2 separate regions of the Hordeum vulgare genome follow, and region 1 is linked to region 2. The links are chromatin contacts, called in public Hi-C maps. All regions are on one chromosome and are shown on one strand. Each heading gives the region's core, a stretch centred on a gene start, on an enhancer-like site or on the middle of the called end of the contact. The rest is flanking DNA. Distances are from core to core; before and after follow the strand shown.

Region 1 (3,833 bases), core at 246-2,745, 950 kb after region 2:
GAACAAATTTAAAATATGAGCAACATTTTTTTTCAAATTTCTGAACAATTTTTTAAAACATGAACATATTTTGAAAATCTAATCATTTTTCCAACAGAAAGGTATTTCTCAATTTATGAACTAAATTTGAAAAACTGAAATTCTTAAAAAATCCGCATTTAAACATTTTCTTAAAACAAAAACAAAACAAGAAAAGTACAGGAAAATGAACAGAAATAGGAAAAGGAAAATAACTTGAAAAAAAAGAAGGAATTGAAATAGAAACAGAAGAAAATAAAAAGAAACAATCGGAAATCTTAAAAACCTAGTAAAAACCCGGTTCGGGAACTTTTTAGAAGGTTTCCAAAACCGGGATCCTATAGCACTTTAAGCCTTTCGAAAATGGGCCCATGTCGTTCTCTCGTATTCTTCTATGCGCGTTTCATCGACAGTTTTCCGTACTGAGCGTTCGATAGGATATTTCGTTTGAGGGAGCCACTAGTTAGCGAATGCTCCTTCAAAAACCTCCTAGTAAGCACTCCCGCGTGTTGTCACATGACGCGTTCTTAGCCGTCGTCACATGTCATGCTCTGAGCGCTGCCTCTGAGTTTTAATTTTTATTTTTTCGCACGTGTTTACGGTTTTTTAGTTCTTTTAGTTTTTTTGGTGTTTTGGTTTTTCACCAATCTTTATTACTTTTTTGACAAAACAAATTGTAAAAAAAATGTGTTTTCTGTTTTTTTGCGAGAGACACGATTTTGTCTTTGCGAGAGGCACATCCATGGTTTTTTACGAAAAAAATGTTTTTTTGCGAGAGGCGCGGTTTGCTTCCACGAAAGGTACGGTCTTGCCTTTACGAAAGGTATGGCTGTGCCTCTCAGAAAGGAAAAAAAACGCGTTTTCTGTTTTTTTCCCGTGAAAGGCATGGTTTTGCCTGCCTCTCACAAAGGAAAAAACACCATTTTTTTGCAAGAGGCATGGTTTTTCTTTCGTGAGAGACACGGTTTTGCCTTCGTGAAAGGCATGGTCGTGCCTCTCGGAAAGAAAAACACGTGTTTACTATTATTTTTTCTATCGCCAGAGGCACGATTATTTTGGTATGCTTATTTTGGTGAAAAAAAGTTTGTTAAAATCTATCAACATGGAATCTAGTTTTGAAGATCTCGACGCGAGAAATTCAACGATGAAAACGGTTCAAGATTTGGACGCACGGTTTAGAAGATAAAACGTTTTAAAAATATGAATCTACGAAAAAAAGAAAACTTTCATGTTATTACAAGTGACACGCATGCAGTACGTCACTTGTTGCAACCTGAAAAAGGTGAAAGTAACTTTAAAAAGGAATACATACTTATTAATTAGTGATTTCGTTGGCTTGGAGTTTATCTTTTTCGTTTGTCATTTGGGGGGCAAGACCGAAAACAATCCAAAGGCTCACAAGAAAGCATGTGGGAAGCCCATCAAAGCCGACAAAAGCCCAGCGCAGCGTGTATAAAAAAGCAAATTCGGAGGACGGAGCACCTCAAGCTCAAATCCCTTCCCCTGCTCGCCTGCCCCCCCTTATCCCCTTCAGTCACCATGGCCACCTCCGCCATGACACTCGCCATGTCTGCGGCAACGGAGGCCTCGCTCTTCCACCCCGCGTTCGCCGCCCAACACAAGCTCGCCCCGGCGTCCGCCTCCCTCCCACTCATTTTCTCTCGCGCGCCGCTCCTCCGCTCCACCCGCCCCCGCGTCCCCCTTACGCCCCTCGTCACCTCCTCCGACGCCGCTGAGGCGGGCCTCGACTGGGCCGACGCGGAGGAAGCTGAAGAGACGGTGACGGAGGAGGAGCCCGTGGTGGCGGCCTCCGGTGGGGACGCGGGGTACACAGCGGAGCCGCCCGAGGAGGCCAAGGTGTACGTCGGGAACCTGCCGTATGATGTCGACAGCGAGCGGCTCGCCCAGCTCTTCGACCAGGCCGGTGTCGTCGAGGTCGCCGAGGTGAGCCTACCGCTGCAACACCTAAAGTAATAGTAGCGGGTAAAATTAATAACAGCAATGCGTAAGTACGATTTCCCCCGGTTAATACCATTTTGCTACCTGTACAAGTTTGGGACTGTGTGTGTAATCAGATGTTAATTCGAGTGGTAAGCATATCAGTGTTGGCGTGAGTTTATGTAATCAAATACAGTAATATCAGACACTAGAATTCTCAAGCATACCAGTGTTCCCGCAATAAAAAAAAACCATTTTGGTCCTACGCAAGTTTGGGACTCTGTGTAATCAGATGTTCATTTGAGTGGTAAGCATATCAGTGTTGCCGTGAGTTTGTGTAATCAAATAATATGAGACACTAGAATTCTCAAGCATATCAGTGTTCCCGCCAAAAAAAAAAAACATTTTGGTACCTGCACAAGTTTGGGACTGTGTGTAACCAGATGTTAATTTGAATGGTAAGCATATCAGTGTTGGCGTGAGTTTGCATAATAAAATAATATCAGACACTATAATTCAAATGCATATCAGTGTTTGTGTAACTGATGCAATTTTAGGGTAGCTAATCGCAGTCTCTATTTGTTGCCATCCCATCTTCATATTTTCAAGAAACGACTTATTTTATATTTCCTTGTTGGCGCGAGTCCTGTTGTTTTTTCATTCACGTTCTTCTGTTGTCTATTGTTAAACCCTATAGAAATTGCATTACTTGTATAGGCTTGAGAATTACAGTGTCTGATATTATTTGTATAAACGGGCGTGCTGTGCTGTGCTCGATTGATTTTCTTATTTTGTTGACCTTGCTTTGTTCAACTCCAGGTCATTTACAACAGAGAGTCAGGCCAGAGCCGTGGATTTGGATTTGTTACCATGAGTACTATTGAGGAAGCTGACAAAGCCATCGAGGCGTTTAACCGCTACGTTAGTGCATATCAATCTTCTCATTTCTTTTTAGTTCTTTGAATTGTTTAGAGTTCACAGATAATAGAATTTTATTTCATACTCTGACTTGAACATATGAAATTGTTTAGAGTATTTTTCATCACTTGCATGACTTCAAGTTATTTATATATGTTGCCATTACGCATGAAATTGGATGTACCTTGAGACAACTTGAACATATCACTTGATAAAAAGGGATTATTATCACCTTGACTGGCATGTATCCCTTATCTGGTGTCCTAGATCGCACATTATGTTTGATGAACAAATAAGTGCAGTAACCTGAAAAATGTACAACATGATGTATAAGTTGCATATTTTGCTGAGTAGCCGGCTGATTACCTTCTGTTTAACAGGACATCAGCGGAAGGCTTCTGAACGTAAACAGGGCAGCTCAAAGGGGCTCCCGTGTTGAGAGACCTCCTCGACAGTTTGCATCTTCTTTCAGGGCTTATGTTGGTAACCTGCCATGGCAAGCGGAAGACTCTAGGTTGGTGCAAATGTTCAGCGAGCATGGGGAAGTAGTTAATGCTACGATCGTGTATGACAGAGAAACTGGGCGTTCGCGAGGATTTGGTTTTGTAACTATGGCTTCAAAGGAGGATCTTGACAGTGCTATTTCAGCGCTTGATGGACAGGTGAGAACATCATAAGCACCACTATATCATTTTCATAAACTACATAACTACAACATGGATGCAAATAATTTCTCCAGAATCATCGACTTTCATAGTGTGTATGTCAAACATTTAAGTTCCGAACTGATGCTAATTTGTTGTTGTCATGTACTCTAGGAGATGGATGGCCGCCCACTCCGAGTGAACGTTGCAGCAGAGAGACCACAGCGAGGGTTCTGATGCGGCGCAGCGGCGGAGAGCATGGCTTGGCGTTTCTCGTGGACACATGGGAACACTGCTGAAATGTTACTGCAGAAG
Region 2 (3,755 bases), core at 1,013-3,512:
GTATGCATAACAACTAAATGCTTCAAGCCAAAGTAAGGCGGTGTAATGAAACTATCCTCAATCACACAAAGATATTCAAAGATAAACAATAGTTCATGTATCTTATCAAGCATGCTCACGCACACATACCAACAAAGTCAGAAAGCAGACACTACCACCTCTAACATAGAAACAAGATGGAATGGAATCATATGATGTGATTGCACATTTGCACCTACCAGGTCTAGCGATCCCCACATTATGTGACACCAAAATGATGAGAACGAGGCAACAGGGAGACAGGCTGAAACAAATGGGACGTCGGGACGGTAATCATGGAAACAAGATATCCTTTTCTCATGTGATGCGCACACAGGCTATTGCGATCATGCACTGAAAAGGGACGAGGCATTAATTGGGGATCGCAGAGATCAAGTTCCGTCCCCCGGGTGAAAATGGCGTCAGTACACGCACCATGCCGACGCAGTACACGGATGCTCACACGCACACGCATTTGTAAGCGGCTAGACTAGACGGGTATTCAAGCAAGCTACTCGAATCAGTCGGATTGAGTAGGGTTCGCGGGATTTACCGAGGCAGACGAAGAGGACGGCGAAGGGCTTCGCGCTGGCCTCGGCCGGCGCCGGAGTACTCGCCTCCGCAGCCATCTCTTCCGCCTCCGCCGCCGATGCCACGAATACGGGCCGCGGAGGGTTCGCGAAGTGGTCGCGAGGGTGAATCTGGCGGAGACTCGTCACAGTACGGCCGTGTACGTGGCGATTGGTGGCTGCCACAAGTGGATGAGTAGTGCGCCTCTTAAACGGGTCACGCGCTGTCGGGTGAGTCAGGGAGGAGTACGCGGCGGCGGTGGAGGTCGACGCGACGGTCGCACCGACCATGGCCGGACGGCGAGCTAAGGTTCGTGGATTTGTGAAGCCAGTGAGCGAGTGGCTCGCGTCGCGTGGGTTCTCATCTCGGCTGGTAGCGCTAGAGACAAGCGCGGTCGGCAAAGTTTCTCCCCATCTGAATTCTTAGTTGCGTACCACAATATTTGTTATCTAGTTCTTCTCACCAACAAATCTCTATTAAAGGAAATCTGTCTAAAGGGGATCTGTCGTCGTCATCGTAATGGTTCGACCAGCAGCGATCCCCCTCCTATCGTTGCCTTTTCATCGATTTTTTTAATCCCTTCATAAACCAGTCGATAAACTAGACAATTAAAATAAAAACCCGTCGCTAGCACAACTAAAAATAAGGGTTCAATAAAAAAAACCTGAAACCTACTAACGCACGCACGCACGACCTGGCGATCCAACCCCGTCGCTGGCACGACCTGGCGATTCAACCTGCACCCCTTTCTCTTCCTCTCCCTCCCTGAGGGCAATCGCCCCCCAAATCCCTCGCTCGCTGCCGCCCCCCAAATCCCTCGCTCACCGCCCCCGATGACGCGTCGAAGCCACCGCGCCCCGCCACCGTCCCCCCGCATTACGATGCCTACGATGAGCGCCGCCTCGTCGAGGAGGTGCTCTGCCTGCACTCCCTCTGGCGCAGCGGCCGGCCCGCCCCCGCCTCGGCTCCCGCGCCACCTGCCGGAGGCTCCCGCCCCACCCACGCTCGCCCCAACCAAAGGAAGCGCCGCAGGATCGAGCGCCCTGCCGCGGAGCCCGAGGGACCCGGCGCCGACTGGCCCCTCGCGCCCTCCCCGCCCGCCTCCCCGTCCCCCACATCCTGGCCCGACGCCGCCCCCTCCTCCCCGCGCCCAGGCCGTAGCCAGAGCCGCAGCCTTCCCCCGCCTCGCTCGCGCAGCGGGACGCCCTCCGCGCCGCCGTCTCCCTGGTCGAAGTAGTGTTGGGCGATGCCTTCGTCTTCCTGGTCGAAGTAGGGTTGGACACCGCCGCCGTCCTCCTGGTCGAAGTAGGGTTGGGTGCCATCGTCGTCCTCCTGGTCGACGGCGCCCTCGTCTTCGTCGGCCGCACCCATCCCCGCCTTTCTATTTCTGCAAGGGAGGTTGACTTCTTACCTTTCTCTCGTGCAGATCGTCGTCCTCTGGTTCGGTGGTGCCCCAGCTGCGCGTGTAGGACACGGGAGATGAGCATGTTGGCAGCGCCATGATCAGCAAGGTGGTATTCTCATACTCATGTCTATATGATTCTGCAATTCATGCCATCAGCACCAACTTTCTTTCATGCAGCGCCGAGCATGACATGTTGCTTACATTGATGTCTCTTTCTGGCCGAGCCTGCAAATGATGGTATTATCTGTTTGTAGAACTGGTAAGACAAGCACCATGGAGATTGATTTCTGATGCTGCACTTGCTGCATGGTTGGAAAATTTCAAGGCACCAGCACACAAGCAAAGGAAGATAATATAAGTTTTATGCCACAAAAGTAAGCTACTAGGAACAAATATTTGTGAAAAAAAATATCTCCAAACACATATCATTGCATTGATGGAATGAGACACATCACCATTCCCCAAAGAAATAGGTCAGATGTATGCTTCGCAAGAAAGGAGGTCACTTCATAGATGAAGCTCTATTATCTTCTTTCTCTTACAAACCTGCAAGATCAAATACCAAGTAAAAAAACTAGCTGTGGGTGGCATTTCAGCTGGTCCTAAGTTGCTGTTGTGCCCTTAACTGCACACCTCAATGCTACCTAATACCAGCAAGACTACATAATATCCTTTCAAGGCACTAGGATTAAGGACCATGAGCCACATGCCTGATCTTAAGCTGACAGACATGGGCAACCATTAATTGGACCTGAAGCTTTCAAGGAATTTAACAGTGGGTAGTCCAAGTTGTATGCATAGTAAACAGCCAGCCTTTTTCCAGAGCAAGCTCCGCAAAACATTCAGTTTACTAATAAGAAACTAATGCAGGAAAATAAAATTCAACTTCTTGTTAAGAATATTCTGATACTAACAGTTCGAGTTCCCTATTTTTTATGGTGGAACATCAATAGTACAAGGAAATGATTGGCAGAGGAACACAATCCAAGTACAGCTAAAACAGGAACAAGTTGGTGTTTATCAACAGGCATGAATTGGCCCCTAGAGAATAAAAAAGGAAAAAAGAAGTCGACGACAACGACGAAGGAGAGGTGCAGCCAACTAACTTGCCACCATATTTAAGAAGTTGTCATGCTACCCTCTCAGAAGATTTAGCTCCCTCTTCCTCTCTCCTCCCTCCAAACCAAACTCTTGTTCTTCATCACCATCATCAGGCCCTAGCTTGCTTTCTTGATTCCTGTACAGACTAAAACTGGTTCCGAAGATTCAAAAATAAAGTCGGGTTTACGAAGTTTTTGGGCAACTTGAAAGTACTTTCTCTTGAGGTAAGCTGCCTTCTGTCCTTCTATACATGTCGTGCCGATATGTATATGATTCTGAGCCTCTGAGAATCTTTTGTTTAGCATGTCATGAGAGCTGAATTTCCCGAGAAGGCGAAAACTGCTAATCCTAGCATGCATTTGTTCTGAAGCATATGTGATCTTATAGGACACTTCCATTCTTGTAGGAACTTTTCTTTGTGTAGGCCCTCACAAATGGCGGTAAAGATGAAGGGGATCTTCAAAGGGCTGAGGATATTCTCGCACATGTTTGGTAATTATCCCATCTTTCTTTGTTGCTCTTCTATTTCAAGCACAACTTCAAATGCAGTTATGTTTAATTTCTTTCGAGACATAAATGCAGTCAAAATACCGCGCCTATGGCTATGCACATCTCAGAAGTTAATGAATGTAACTTCTACTTACACATGAACTGTTGTTCT

Evidence for each region. Hi-C and Micro-C count contacts between places; a contact is called where the count stands out from the background.
Region 1: a contact with region 2 is called in a Hi-C map of seedling, with 4 times the contacts expected there. The contact joins the promoter of LOC123410630 here to the promoter of LOC123413426 in region 2. A contact is called at or near these places in 4 of 6 Hi-C or Micro-C datasets (leaf and seedling).

The regions. Positions count from the first base shown.
Region 1 is chr7H:248,785,348-248,789,180 of MorexV3_pseudomolecules_assembly, forward strand. It overlaps LOC123410630 (28 kDa ribonucleoprotein, chloroplastic-like), which reads left to right and starts at 1,496. Exons shown (of 4, transcript XM_045103574.1): 1 at 1,496-1,962; 2 at 2,776-2,877; 3 at 3,255-3,536; 4 at 3,693-3,833. The coding sequence starts at 1,558. The coding sequence ends at 3,755.
Region 2 is chr7H:247,834,996-247,838,750 of MorexV3_pseudomolecules_assembly, forward strand. It overlaps LOC123413426 (CRIB domain-containing protein RIC4-like), which reads left to right and starts at 2,263. Exons shown (of 5, transcript XM_045106357.1): 1 at 2,263-2,367; 2 at 3,501-3,586. The coding sequence starts at 2,300. It overlaps LOC123413425 (putative low molecular weight protein-tyrosine-phosphatase slr0328), which reads right to left and starts at 1,010. Exons shown (of 6, transcript XM_045106356.1): 1 at 572-1,010. The coding sequence starts at 878.